2 separate regions of the Mus musculus genome follow, and region 2 is linked to region 1. Evidence: chromatin contacts called from public promoter capture Hi-C data. All regions are on one chromosome and are shown on one strand. The core of a region is the stretch at or near the end of the contact, and the rest is flanking DNA. Distances in the headings are between cores, read along the strand shown.

Region 1 (6,993 bases), core at 2,327-4,826:
TGAGCATCGACCGGAGGAAAAAGTTGCTCAAAATCCTCCGTCAGACCAACTATGATGTCTTCGAAAAGACATGCAAGGAGCTAGGGGTGGAATATACCTTACCCCCTCTGCATTTCCAAAAGGTTCACCGCCGCTTCCTGGCCAAGAAGGCTCTGTGCATTCGGGTACGAAGTCATACAGTTGGTTGCTTTGATCAGCCTCCCTGAACTGAGGTACAAAGAGTAGGAGAGAGAAGCAGTCTGCTTCTGACCAAGGCCTAGAACTGGCTCAGGTCACCAACACATGCAGAAAAAAATAGGGTTTCCACTGAGATAGTTCCCACCGACCTGCTCCAGATCCAAGGTCTTACATAAAATTACAAAGTCTTTTCTTACCCCCTTTCAACCACCAGGTTTACCAGGAGGTGCAAAAGCTGAAGAAGCAAAAAAGGGCCTTAAAAGCTGCTGCAGCTGCTGCCAAAAAAGAAAAAAATGAGGGGGTGCCAGAGAACCCTTCAAATGCCGTACCAGAGAAGACCCAAGTGAACTAATAAAGTCTGTTCCCGTGAAGAATGATGGAAGATGGCCTTCTTTTTAACCTGAGCAAGAGGAGTTTATTTTTAATTTTGCTCTGGGATCTTGGAGGCAGAGTCCCTGCCATCACCCCAGAGGACGCAGTCATAGAAACAAATACATGGTGTTTCAGAGTGGTAATGCCGGTGGCCGTAGCTGTCTACTGGACGGTCCTAAAGGATGAGGAGTTCACTGGCCAAGAGAAACGGCATTTAGGCAGAAGAACTGCAAGTTAAAAGGGAAAGAAATCTAAAGGCTGACAGGAACAGTGAGACTCAAACACTGTAACTTTGGAGTTAGGGCTTCAGTCTGTGAATGGGACTCAGGTATAAAAACATTCAGTTTGCCGGGCAGTGGTGGCGCACGCCTTTAATCCCAACACTTGGGAAGCAGAGGCAGGCGAATTTCTGAGTTCAAGGCCAGCCTGGTCTACAAAGTGAGTTCCAGGACAGCCAGGACTATACAGAGAAACCCTGTCTGGAAAAACAAAACAAAACAAAAAAACATTCAGCTTGCCAGCCAGTGGTGATGCACGCCTTTAAACCCAGCACTCAGGAAGCAGAGGCAGGCAGATCTCTTGAGTTTGAACCCAGCCTAGTATACAGAGTGAATTCCAGGACAACCAAGGTTACACAGAGAAACCCTGTCTTGAAAAACCAAAAAAAGAAAAAAAGAAGGGAATGCCACCAAGAGAAAGATGTGTTAATGTGCTACCTAAGAGCAGTTGAGAGATGAGGGATGAGGGCTGAACCAGCGCAGTTTGGGAGCTGTTGAGGTACCTGAGGCCCTGGGTGTGTGGTTGCCTATGGATACTGAGCCCTGGTGTTTGAATGACTAGTTCCAGTACTTGGGAGAGACATTATCATTTCAAGGCTATCTTGAGTTGCATGGCTACTTTGAGGCCAGTCTAGACTACATGAAACCCTTTCTCCAAAAGTTTAATCGCCAAGAGAAGATATGTAATAAAAAAAAAAAAAAAAAATGGGCCATGTGAGGATGGGAAAATTGAGATCATCTCTGAGATGGAGGAGGAGGTGAGTGGATAGAATCAGAAGTGAAGCTGGACTGTTTGGTTATCACCTCCAGGAACACTGAGGGAGGCCTTAATGAGATGGAGACCTGTGTAGAGGTCCTGTGCTACAGGACCAGGCACCAGCCTTGGGAGAGAACGCCACAGCAGTGGATCAGGCCTGCAGGGAAGGCACTCTTAAATGCAGCCATGGGCACTTCAATATTGCCTGATACTTAAATCCTTTATTCCTCAAGCCGGCTGCCTTTCTATTTTTTTGTAGGGGAGGAGGGGAAGGTAAGGGGGTTCCAGACTGTCCTGGAACTCTGTAGACCAGACTGGCCTTGAGTTTAAAAATCCACCTGCCTCTGCCTTCCAAGTGCTGAGATTAAAGGTTTTTGCGGCCACTGTCCTATTTTCTATTGAAAACAGGCTTACGAAACATAGACAACTTGTCCAATTTTGAAAGCTGACTAGTGTTCAAACCTAGCTCTCTCTGGTTTTGGATTTTTGTTTTTAAAGATTTATTCATTTATTATATGTAAGTACACTGTAGCTGTCTTCAGACACTCCAGAAGAGGGCGCCAGATCTCGTTACGGATGGGTGTGAGCTACCATGTGGTTGCTGGGAATTGAACTCAGGACCTTCGGAAGAGCAGTCAGTGATCTTAACCGCTGAGCCATCTCTCCAGCCTGATTTTTGTTGGTTTTAAAGACAGGGACCCAGTCCTGACTGTCCTAGAACTTGCTATGTAGACCAGGCTGGACTCTGCTTACAAAGTGCTGGGATCAAAGGCAAGTGCAGCCACACCTTGCTGCTCTGTCTTGACCCTATCCAGTCTGACAGTACACAGAGGCAAACTCTGAAAGGGACCGTGTTCTGCCAAAACTTGAGATAGTGTTGGAAGCTGGGCAGATAACAAAATGCATAAGGCCCACCAGAAGATAAAGATGTTTATTACAGGTGGGGCTGAGGTGTTAAGCTCATGTGCCGGGTCACAGCACTCCCAGAGCCTGAAGCAGGTGGATCTCCGAGTTTGAAGCCAGCCTGGTCTACAGAGCAAGTTCCAGGACAGCCAGGACAACACAGAGAAACCCTGTTTCAAAACAAAACAAAAAGGTTCAAGTTGTACTAGACAATTTTAAAAAGTTTGGCTCTTGGGAGGAAAGAAAAACGACTAGAAGGTGTGACGTGGAGGATGCCACAAGCAGGAAGGAAGACATTGAAGGAATGAGCTGTGTTTTGTAAGCGGCGCCTTTTGAAATTTAGTCCAACAGCATCAGAGCAGTGACACAGAGGAACGTAGGAATGCAGAAAGGGGAATTAAGGAATGCGAGGATTCTACAAGGAAAAGGAGGAAGTGGCTGATTATTAAAGGAGGTGGATGTAGGTTCCAAAGCTCAAGTCTCAAGATTGCTGTGGCTGGAGAGAGAAGTGCTTAGCAGAAACACTGATGACGAATCGTCTGAAAAGGTCCAGCCGTAGGTGAAGAAACGCGAGGGTGCTACTTAAGTTGCTAGGAGGGCCGGGCTGGGTTGCCTCACTGAGTAGTAAATCCGGCGTAACATCGCTTCCAGGAGGGGTTAGAAAGGAGACAAATGATATAACTAATCGAGATGAGGGATTATAATAACTCAGAATGCCTTCGTGGCGCTTGCCATGACCTCACTGGTTCCTCTGCACGTCCCTGGGAGATAGTTCACAAATCTGCCCGCAGCACAGCAGGCCATGGCGGACCGGGACGCTAGACGACTCTAGGCGAACGACTCCGAAGACGCTGGGGTTGATTTTCCTAGTTTCCGGTGCGATGGCTGGGCCACGGCAGATACGCGCGGCTGGCTGGAACGCTCCCGGCGACACCAAAGCTAAACTGGAAAACTCAAAACCAGCGCTCCCGGGAGGCCAAAGGTGCGCGCCTCCGTTTGAACCAATCCCCTGAAGCGATCTTTGTCACTTAACCCAATAAGCGCCGGTCTTCGGCCACCTCCTATCAATCCACCATGTGATTGGTTCGCCTTTCTGTTCCCGGCGTTGCCCCAGCAACCGGGCTATGGACGCGTAGGGGCCTCCAGGCTGCTAAATCACAAACCCTGGGGTTCTTCCTTCATCTACCCTGCGGGTTTCCGGCACTATGTCGGTTCGGACTCTGCCGCTGCTCTTTTTGAACTTGGGCGGGGAGATGCTTTACGTCCTAGACCAGCGACTGAGGGCCCAGAACATCCCCGGAGACAAGGCCCGCAAAGGTAAGTAACGCCCCCGCAGCCTTGATCTGTTCCCTTCCTCACCGCACTAAATGTCCCTATACAGAACCGCAGCCTAGCACCAGCCCCCCTCCAACCTCCGTCCTGATACCCAGGCCGACCGGCACCTGACCCCCTTCCCCTCATCCCAATAGCCAAACCGATGCCTCTGCGCACTTCTCTTTGACAGCCGGGTATCTTTCTCAAAAGACGCAGAGCCCATGCAGTTGGAAGCCCTCCGGAGTCAAATTAATTCTCCAAAAGAGCATTTCCCCACAGAGAAGCCTAATACATTGGACATACTTACAGTGCCTGAGCCCTCGATTTCCCAGTCTCTGGAAATCTGTCTATTTCCAAAAGTAGTTACAGTTGACAAGATACTTTTGGCAGGTATAACCATCCGTTAACCCCCACAAAACAGATGGGGACGCCCGCGTCTCTGTCCTCCTACGTAAGCAGAAGCCTGGTCATGCTCATTTCAGAAGCCATTTCTAGAAATGTAGGGCCCCAAAATAATATAGATAAGAACGAAAACATGCTTCTTGATTTTGCAAGTGTTGGAAGGGGTTGCAATTGTGAAAATACTTTTGGAAGGCTTATAAAATGCAAAATTATGCCATGTGTAGTGCAGAGAGAAACGACCACCCAAAACACGCTGCCAGTCTATCTTACTTCTCAGCAAACAACTTTGTTCACCAAATTTGCTGGGCTATTGTATTTGTAGGCAGAGGAGTAAACATTTATCTAAAGGACAACTGAACACTAATGAAAGCTCGATTTCCTCCCAACAGCTTATGTCCCCTCCATTGATGTTAAACAGGCACATTCAGATGGTGTGTCTGATTTTGTGTAAGTGCATACGTAAACAGACAAGAGAACCCTCTGGACCACTCCCTTCCATTCATTCCCAGCCTTGCTACCAGGGGCTTTACAAAATGCAAATATGTCTAGTGGGGCTTTATAAAATGCAAATATGTCTAGTATGTCTCTCCTCAAAATTGCCGACAACCTTCCACTCCTGTCTAAATGGAGACCAAGTCCTAGGCAGAACACGTTGGGGCCCTCCGATTAGGACACTGTCTTAGTCAGGGTTTCTATTCCTGCACAAACATCATGACCAAGAAGCAAGTTGGGGAGGAAAGGGTTTATTCGGCTTACACTTCCATGCTGCTGTTCATCACCAAAGGAAGTCAGGACTGGAACTCAAGCAGGTCAGGAAGCAGGAGCTGATGCAGAGGTCATGGAGGGATGTTCTTTACTGGCTTGCCTTCCCTGGCTTGCTCAGCCTGCTCTCTTATAGAACTCAAGACTACCAGCCCAGAGATGGTCCCACCCACAAGGGGCCTTTCCCCTTGATCACTAATTGAGAAAATGCCTTAGAGTTGGATCTCATGGAGGCATTTCCTCAACTGAAGCTCCTTTCTCTGTGATAACTCCAGCTGTGTCAAGTTGACACAAAACTAGCCAGTACAGACACTTTGAGTCCCAATCACACCAAAGTGTGTGTAGATCTTTAACCTGTGTCCTTCATGACTCCGTCCTTTCCCCGACCTCCTGAAGAGTCTCGTCCCTCAGGAGCCTCCCTCCTTCCTCAGAAGGACCTGCTTCTGTTCTCACTGTGTCCTCCCGTGCTTCTCTTACCTTACCACATGGCTGGCAGATCGATGCTCAACTGTTTGCCTGTGTCTCCCCACTTGTTTGTCTTACACATGTTTGTACTTCAGCATCTAGCACTCGACTCGCAGATGAGAATAAATCAGTGCTCACTACAGGGTTGAGGAGCAACCTGCCGGTGTTGTTATACGCCATTGTGTTCCTTCCTCGGGAGGCTTGTTTCTTGCTGCCTGTGTGATGCGATTTCACTCAGGCTAATAGCCCTAGTGGAGGGGCAGGCTCGATTTCTCTAGATAGTCCGCATCTTGGAGGACAGTGTAAATTAGCAATTTACATTATTAACGTGGCCTTTGAAGGCATACAAGTCTAGATCCCACATGTAGCTAGCTGCGGGATCTTCAAGTGTGATGACCTCTGTAAGCTTGTTTCTCTATAAAATGATGATAATAATACACACCTGAGAGCGAAGCTATAATGTGCATTTCATGTTCACACAATTAGTAGTTGGTGTTGCCTTTCAAGAGGAGGTCTGAGCCAGGCGTGGTGGCGCACGCCTTTAATCCCAGCACTCGGGAGGCAGAAGCAGACGGATTTCTGAGTTCGAGGCCAGCCTGGTCTACAGAGTGAGTTCCAGGACAGCCAGCGCTATACAGAGAAGCCCTGTCTCAAAAAAAAAATAATAATACAACATATACATGCTATCTTTTCTTACATAAAACCCACTATTGTAGCAAAGGCTGGCCTTGAACTCTGATCCCCCTGTTCCCATCCCCTCAGCGTTGGTACCCCAGTTGTGTTAAGAGTGATGGTCTTTTCTGGTTTATTTATGGAGTCTCAGCCATCTTTAGTGATTCATTTTCATCCACTCACTCATTCCGCAGTGTATGGCCGATGTCACACCATGTGAGATTCTGGGGAGAACCAGGTTGAGCCTGTCTGTCCCTGGAAGTGGGTTACTGATGAGTGCGATCCATAACTGATTCTAAAACTCAAGACCCATCACCATAATGACAACAATACAATACTTGTTTTTGCTTTATTGAAACAAGGCTCACACTGTAGCTGTTCCAACAGTCCTCTCGCCTCAGCCTCCCAAGTGCTGAGGTTGTAGGCACGAGCCACCACTCTATGGAAACAGTTTTTCAATTGTATCAATACTTCATTTAAATGCCTTAATGGCTGGGCAGTGGTGACGCAAGCCTTTAATCCCAACACTCAAGAGGCAGAGGCAGGTGGATCTCTGTGAGTTCGAGGCCAGCCTGGTCTACAGAGTGAGTTCCAGGACAGCCAGGGCTACACAGAGAAACCCTGTCTTGAAAAAAACAAAACGAACAAAAACAAAAAGAAAAGGGAAAAAAAAAACCAACCATGATGCCTAGGGCTTTTCTTCCATATAGATAACACCACCATCCAGTTTTACAAGAAAAACCAAAGTCGCTTTGCTCAGCTTTGCAGAGCTGGTTGGAGGAGCAAGTGACTTGACACTCCTGGCCTTGAGACCCCAGAGCTCCCATTCCTAATCGGCATGTCCGTTAAGTGCTGCTGCACAGGGCTGCCTCATCTGCAGGGGCTGTATGG
Region 2 (6,993 bases), core at 1,200-3,699, 680 kb after region 1:
GGACCAAGGAGAGGCCCTCACATTCTTAGAACACCTCAAATACCAAACGACAAATTCCAGAACACACGTTAGGTATTCAGAGAAGCCCCCAAATAGAAACTATATCACAACACCCACAGATACAAATCACGAATACAGTCACAGCAGCAAACACACCCCAAGAAACACTGCTGCCTAGAAAAGGAACATAGAGTGTGCACAGGACCCTAAGCTCAGAGACACAGACAGTCCTGGAAGCAGCAGACCTTTCCAGGAGCACACAGCCCGTCCCAAGCTAGTCATCTCTTCTAATCCTAAATGCTTTTAAAGAAAATCCTCTGCCCTGGGAGGTGAGGGGAAATGGAAGCACCTCCCTCCCCGCCCCGGTCTGCTGAGAAGAAAGGAACAGAAAGCATTTGCCAGGCTCCAAAATGTTAAAGCTCAATAAAAGTGGAAACCATTGAACAAAATCTGTGGCAACAGTGCTCCCTTTCCCATTTCTTAGGAAACAGGGAAGTGGTTTAACTCGTTCTGCAAATCGACTCCAGATCCACAAGAACGCCCTTCCTTCAGAGAGGAGAGGCCAAGCAGCTGCAGCCTAGGTAGTGCGAGCCCACCTCAGGCGGCAAAGTCCTGAGTCAAATTATCCAGCTAGCGCCATGGCCTCTCTCCTGGGCGAGGAAGGATGTTCCGTGGCCACGCAGCCGGGCGACGCACAGGAAACAACAGCCAGGGAGAAAGAAAATGGGTCTGAGCACCCAGGGCCTGACTCTGCCCTGGAAGTCGCACACCATTCCTTACCTTTCTTGATCACCGATTGGTCCAGGAGGCTCATTCCAGGGTCATCTATCGCCTGCAAATAGAAGAGGATGGCAGTGAGGGTCCGTATGGACCTAGTCGCCCAGCTACCCCTAGTCCATGTCTGCTCCGCCCTACGCGTACCACCGGCTGCCTGAGGCGGCTACCGGGGGACAGGCGTGACCAGGAATAGCCTGGGCTCAGCACCATATGCGTCTAAGCTGCAGCACTGCCTGGATGATTGCCTTGCCTTAGATAGACCACTCCTGTGCCTCTCCTAACCCCGGCCCAGGTTGCCCCTGCGGACTGGGACTGGGTATGGATGCCCACCATGGCTCAACCCTACAGTGGGGAGAGAAAGAAGTGATTCCACGAGGGCTGCTGCCACCCAGGCACAGTTCGAGGCCATCTTTTGGCCAGACAGCATCTAACGGAAGACTCCCTGTTAGCGGCAGAGATGGAAAGTTGCACCTGGGAGAAGAGCCGGGCTCCTACTTTTGTTACTTTTTTGTTTCCAGCCAGGATGCTAAATCGCTGCCCATCGGGACCCACCGTGGCTCACTCTGGGCTTACCTGCAATTCCTCCAGACCGGGCGGCTCCGCCAATCCTGGAAGACCGAGGGGAGCATCGGCCAGGCCGTGCGCGCCGTCGGCCAGGCTGTGCAGGAGCCGGGGAACCGCGGCGGCGTAGTCTCGGCGCGGGTCGAGACCCAGAGCGCGGGCGGGTGGCGCCAGCAGGCCCGGCGGCTCGTCGTGGGCGCGGGCGGCCGCACGGGGTGCGGCCCAGGCGGCCTGCGGGGGCTGCGGCTGCGCCAGGGGCGCTAGGCCGCCGTAGGGGTCAGCGGCGAGGTGCGGAAAGGCAGCGGTGGCGTCGGGACCCTGGCCGTAGGGCAGCGGCGCCTGAGGGTAGGGCGGCGGGAAGTAAGGAGGATGATAGTCCGCGGTGGCAGAGGCGGCGGGAGTGTGACACAGTGGCGGCGCGGGCCCGTAGGCCGCCTGGGGCAGGGACGACAGGCGGGTCCCGCCAGCCGCTGCGCCCAGCCCGTCGGGGCGCTCCTGCAGAAGGGGAGGCGTGCGTTAGGTGACCCATGAGCGGCCGAAAAGACACCAGCCCGCCAGGTCCCCTCCAGCTCGCGGGTGTCCTGCAGCTGTCCACCGGCGTTGGCCCCGCGGGCGCCGCGGCCCCAGGCTGGAGACCAACCACGTACGGGTCTCTGCCACCACTTCCTGGGCTGCCAAGAGGCCCTACGGTCCCCTACCTTCGCGATTTCGTTGGCGCGGGGGTGGGGGGCAGAAGGTTTGGAGGCTTCAGCAGCCAGGCTCCTCGATGCCCTCTGCCCAGTGTGCCCGGGACCCGAGTCTACTCACCATGGCGGAGTATGTGTGCACCAACATGGGGCGGGTAGTGTGGGGCGTGAGGTGTGGCGGAGACACAGCCCTCGTTCGACGGCGAGGCGAGAGCCGGGAGCCCTTACAGCCCACGGGGATCACCGTCTGGAAGCTGGGGGTAAGTCTGCCGGGAGTCCAGAAGGTACGGGGTACTCAGCGGGGGACGCCTGCGGGAGCGTCCATGGAAATGGGCCAGACGGGAGCTGATGGCACTTGGAAAAAAGTCGGGCAACGGGTGCCCAGCGCCCGCCCTCTGAGCTCAGCCTGCTCCATGCACTCTAGTTATAGCGGCGGGGGCGCGCTCGGGCCTCTGGGGGCGCGCATTAAAGAGACAAGCTATGGCCTATCTCAGCCTTTTCCCTTGGCTGCGGAAAGGGAGGCGTGGCTCTGGTGGGAACCGGTGGGGTGAGGAGTGAATGAATTCGAGTCCAGCTGATGTGAGCTCCTTCTGGCCTCCAAGCTTGCAGCTGCGATCAAATGGGATTCGAGGCTGGAATGCAACTCAGGGGTCTGTGTTCGCTCGGGTCTGTGAATTTTCTCTTTACATTTGCTTATTACATTAACTTATTTAGTGGAAGGGCTCACCCGTGTGCCCGATGTGCGGGTCAGAGGACAACTTGCAGTAGTCAGTTATTTGCTTCCATCCTGTGGGTCCTGAAGGTTCGAACTCAGGTCTTGAGGCTTCGTGGTCAATGAATTAACCCAATAAACGATCTCGCCACTCCCTTCTAAATCTTTTAAAATTAATGCTTAAACAAATGTACGCGTTCGCCTTTGAGTTTGAGCAAAGCATTCCTTGTTTCTGGTATCAGCTTTCTTCCCTGTTAAATGGTCTTTTCTCTGACCACCCAAGGGTGAGTGTGGAATACACCGGTGAGTGGCAAACTCAAGCCCATCAGTTTATGTGCATACTTGTGTCAGTGTGTGTGTGCGTGTGTGTGTGTGTGTGTGTGTGTGAGAGAGAGAGAGAGAGAGAGAGAGAGAGAGAGAGAGAGAGAATGAGAGAGGGGGTGTTAGCAACCTCTCTTTCATGGTTTTGGATCCAAAAAACGCTCTGAAAATGCTGACTTCTCTCAGACTTTCTAAGCTGGTAATCCTCAATGCCAAGCCAGGATCCTTGGATGCTGAGGACACCACCTAGGCACAGAGAGTAGGAGTCTGGCATGATCTGCACTTAAGAAGAGGCCAAAATACTGACACAGGGTGGAAGGGGTGCATTGTCACACCTAGGCACAGTCTACGCATTTGTGTGTCACCATCACCATGGCAGGTGCTCTCTCTCTCTCTCTCTCTCTCTCTCTCTCTTTCTCTCTGTCAAACATGCCCTAATGACCACTACCAATCCCTTTTCTTTCTTCCAAAATTTAACCCGTCTGTCCTAAGAAGCAGAGATGGGGATTAAGAAAAGGCAAGTGAGAGAAATCCTAATGACAATGAGAATTTAAAAAGCAGAGGGCTGGAGAGATGGCTCAGTGGTTAAGAGCACTGACTGCTCTTCCACAGATCCCGAGTTCAATTCCCAGCCGCCATGTGGTGGCTCACAACCATCTGTAATGAGATCATATGCCCTCTTCTGGTGTGTCTGAAGACAGCAAAAATATACTCACATAAAATAAATAAATCTTAATAAAAAGCAGAAAGATGTTTTCTTTTTCATGTTGAAAATAGGGAGGGGATAGAAATGGTCACGGTGCCCACTCACCACACACCGTTAATATGGAGTCTCCTAACTCACCAAGTCCTTTGTCACCCTCATTTTCAAGTGAGGAACAAGGCACAGAGAGGCTAGGTGACTTACTGGCCTATGGTCAAACAACTAGTTCAGTGGCAGTGCTGGGGTGGCCCTTCTCTGTTCTCAGGATCATTATTCTTTCCTGTCTTGGACTCAGGCATTTAAAATTTAGTCTCACTCCTCAGAGGCTGTGTAATTCTGGACAAGTCTGGCTTCCTCTCCAAGTTCTGTTTCTGCAACAAAAACTAGTGGAGAGGAATCGCTGCCACCTTCTGTTTCTTTCTGGTGAAGAAACAGATGAGAAGGTAAAAGTGATACCATTGAGAGATTAGAACATTAACCTATGTTCTAGATGGCACATGGCTAGAACGAAGCCGAGGCTGGATTTCTTTCAGCCATGACACATGGGATGGGGCTGTGGGGGCTGTGAGGAGAGGATGAAACTAGCTAGTATCCGAGGATTCATCCCTGAGAGCTTCCCAGAGGCCGGAACCAGCAGCTATGATGGCGGGGGAGGCAGATGGGGGCAGCTGTGAAGCCTTTCTCTTCAGGACAGATCTAAGATCTGGTGTGAGTTTGACTTTGTTATCCACAGCTGTGCAGCTTTCCTCCTCAGGATGCATCTAAGATCTGGTGTGAGTGTGTGTTTGTTATCCATGTCTGTGCCTGCTTCCCTCACCCTAGACCCTTGACCTCAGTCGTGAGACGTCTGAAATGAGTCTCAGAGATAGATGTCAGTGCATTGCTCACAAGTTGGTAGACTCCTGTGGGGAAGGTCCAGAAACCACGATGAGGGATGCGAATGATGCCTGGACCTAGCTTGAGGACCCTCCCCTCTGCTCTTCTGCCGGGCGGGCCGGGATGGGCTCTGTCTCTGCCTCACTGGCTTCCCTCACACTTGCCACCAGCTCCTCTTACTCTGCCCGCTTTCCTTTGTATTTTCACCTCCTCTCATCATCAGCAGACAGTTGTGAGCTGTCATGTGGGAGCTGGGAACTGAGCCCAGGTCCTCTGGAAGAGCAGCCAGTGCACCCAACCATTAAGCCATCTCTCCAGCCCCCAAGAAATCCATTCTTAATGTTAGTTGTTCAGGCTTAGCAGCTTCTGTCTCTTCCTGTCTACATTATTTCTAAACTCCCCCCCCTCTGTGTGTGTGTGTGTGTGTGTGTGTGTGCGTGTGCATACACATGCACACGTGGAGGTCAGAGGACAACATGAGGACTTGGTTCTTTCTTTTCATACCGTGGGTTCTGGGGATTGAACTCAGGTCACCAGGCTTGGTATCAAGTGCCTCTACCTGCTAAACCATTTCATCAGCCCCCCCCCCCAATTCAGGCCCAAGCTCATTGCCCTCCCAAGTCTAATGACCATTTGTCTCCCTGTTACCCCCAAATGTGTCCTTCCCAGTCTGTCAATCTGATTAGAAACCCAAAAGCATACACACTGATGCCAACTGAACTATCCCCGAGGACGGCAGTTCTCAACCTGTGGTTGTGACCCCTTTAGGGGCATCAAATGATGCTTTCACAGGGGTTGCACCATCAGCAAACACAAATATTTACACTATAACTCATAACAGTAGCCAAATTACAGTTATTTAAGTAGCAATAAAACAATTTTATGGGTCTTCTTGCTCTCTCTGTCCTCTCCCTCCTGTTCCCCCCTCCCCATTACCCTCTCAACTTCCCTCCCCATGCCCTGAATTAACTATTCTATACTTTAAAAAAAAATTATGATTGGGGTGGTCACCACAACATGAGGAACTGTATTACTAAGTGGTCACAGTACCTGGAAGGTTGAAAGCCTCTGCCTTAGGACATCTCCTGCAGCTATTCAAAGTTTGCAGCCCACGCATGCAGCCTCACTGCGCATGCTCGGGCAAGGCAGTAACCGAGTGGGTTTCACGGGCCTGCCGGGCGGGCGCACCCGCTTCCCGCAGACATCTCCTGAAGCTATTCAAAGTTTGCAAGAGAAACTGAACTCACATCTTTCCTGCCATCCCAATCCTTACCTGCTTATCCTCCTGAATTCTGTAGCACCATAAATGATACCCCATGCTTCAACTTTAAACCTTGCCAATTTTCTTTGTTTGTGATTGTGTTTGTTTTTGCTTATGAAATAGGGTGTCACTATGTCGCTCAGGCTAGCCTAGAACTCATGAACTTTCTGCTTCCGCTGCAAAAGTGCTGGGATCACAGGCATGAAACACCACACCAAAGCCTGAGTGTTTCTACTTAGAATCAATCAGCACCCGGCATGGAAGAGACTGAGCGGGTGCCTCAGAGAACACGTGGCCCCCTTTCTCTGAGCCTGAAGCTTCCTTACTCTCTTTCTCATAGACCTAGTCCCTCATTGCCAGTGAGTGACATTTGGGGACTTGTTAGAAATGCCAGTTCTTGGGCTCTACCTCAGAACCTCTGACTCAGCAACTCTGCAGTGGAGTCCAGCAATCTGTTTTAACAATTCCCAGTGTGATCTGGGCTGTGCTGTATAGGCCCTGGCAACAAGCCTCTAACAATGGCATGCGTTTCTCAGACTTGTGATCCACTTCCAGCTCCTTGGTTCATTCAGCATCTTTCACCTGGCCCATGCCCCTCCCCTTATGCAAAATGCCTCCGGGATCATGGCCTTGGCCCACTCCAGGAATGAAGCTGACTAGCACTCCAGGACTCCTGGTTACTTTTCCTTTCTTGCTCTGTGAGTCGCTTCACCAGAAGTCTAAAGTTGGGGGGGAGGGGGGGGGGGAAGAGTGTGACTGAAAAGATGGCTCAGAGGCTACGAGAACCGGCTGCTCTTTCAAAGGAGTCAGGTTTCATCCCCAGTACCCACATGGCAGGAATGGCTATCTGTAATTCCAGTTCTGATGGATCTGGTGAGTCTGACGCCCTCTTCTGGCCCCCACAGGCATTGCGCTGCACAGACAGGCTGGCAGAACACCCCACACATAAAACAATAAAGGAATCTTTAAAAAAAAAAAAAAGTCTAAAGAAGTCACAAGTCGGGCTGGTGAGATGGCTCAGTGGGTAAGAGCACCCGACTGCTCTTCCAAAGGTCCGGAGTTCAAATCCCAGCAACCACATGGTGGCTCACAACCA

Evidence for each region. Promoter capture Hi-C pulls out the DNA fragments that hold promoters and counts their contacts.
Region 2: a promoter capture Hi-C map of liver shows a contact between it and region 1, with 2.1 times the contacts expected there. The contact joins the promoter of Tfap2e here to the promoter of Oscp1 in region 1. A contact is called at or near these places in 2 of 39 promoter capture datasets (both in liver).

The regions. Positions count from the first base shown.
Region 1 is chr4:126,054,989-126,061,981 of GRCm38.p6, forward strand. It overlaps Oscp1 (organic solute carrier partner 1), which reads left to right and starts at 3,577. Exons shown (of 10, transcript NM_172701.3): 1 at 3,577-3,804. The coding sequence starts at 3,693. Mrps15 (mitochondrial ribosomal protein S15) reads left to right here. Exons shown (of 8, transcript NM_025544.2): 7 at 1-164; 8 at 392-548. The coding sequence ends at 529.
Region 2 is chr4:126,733,820-126,740,812 of GRCm38.p6, forward strand. Tfap2e (transcription factor AP-2, epsilon) reads right to left here and starts at 2,450. Exons shown (of 7, transcript NM_198960.2): 1 at 2,146-2,450; 2 at 1,351-1,833; 3 at 781-832. The coding sequence starts at 2,172.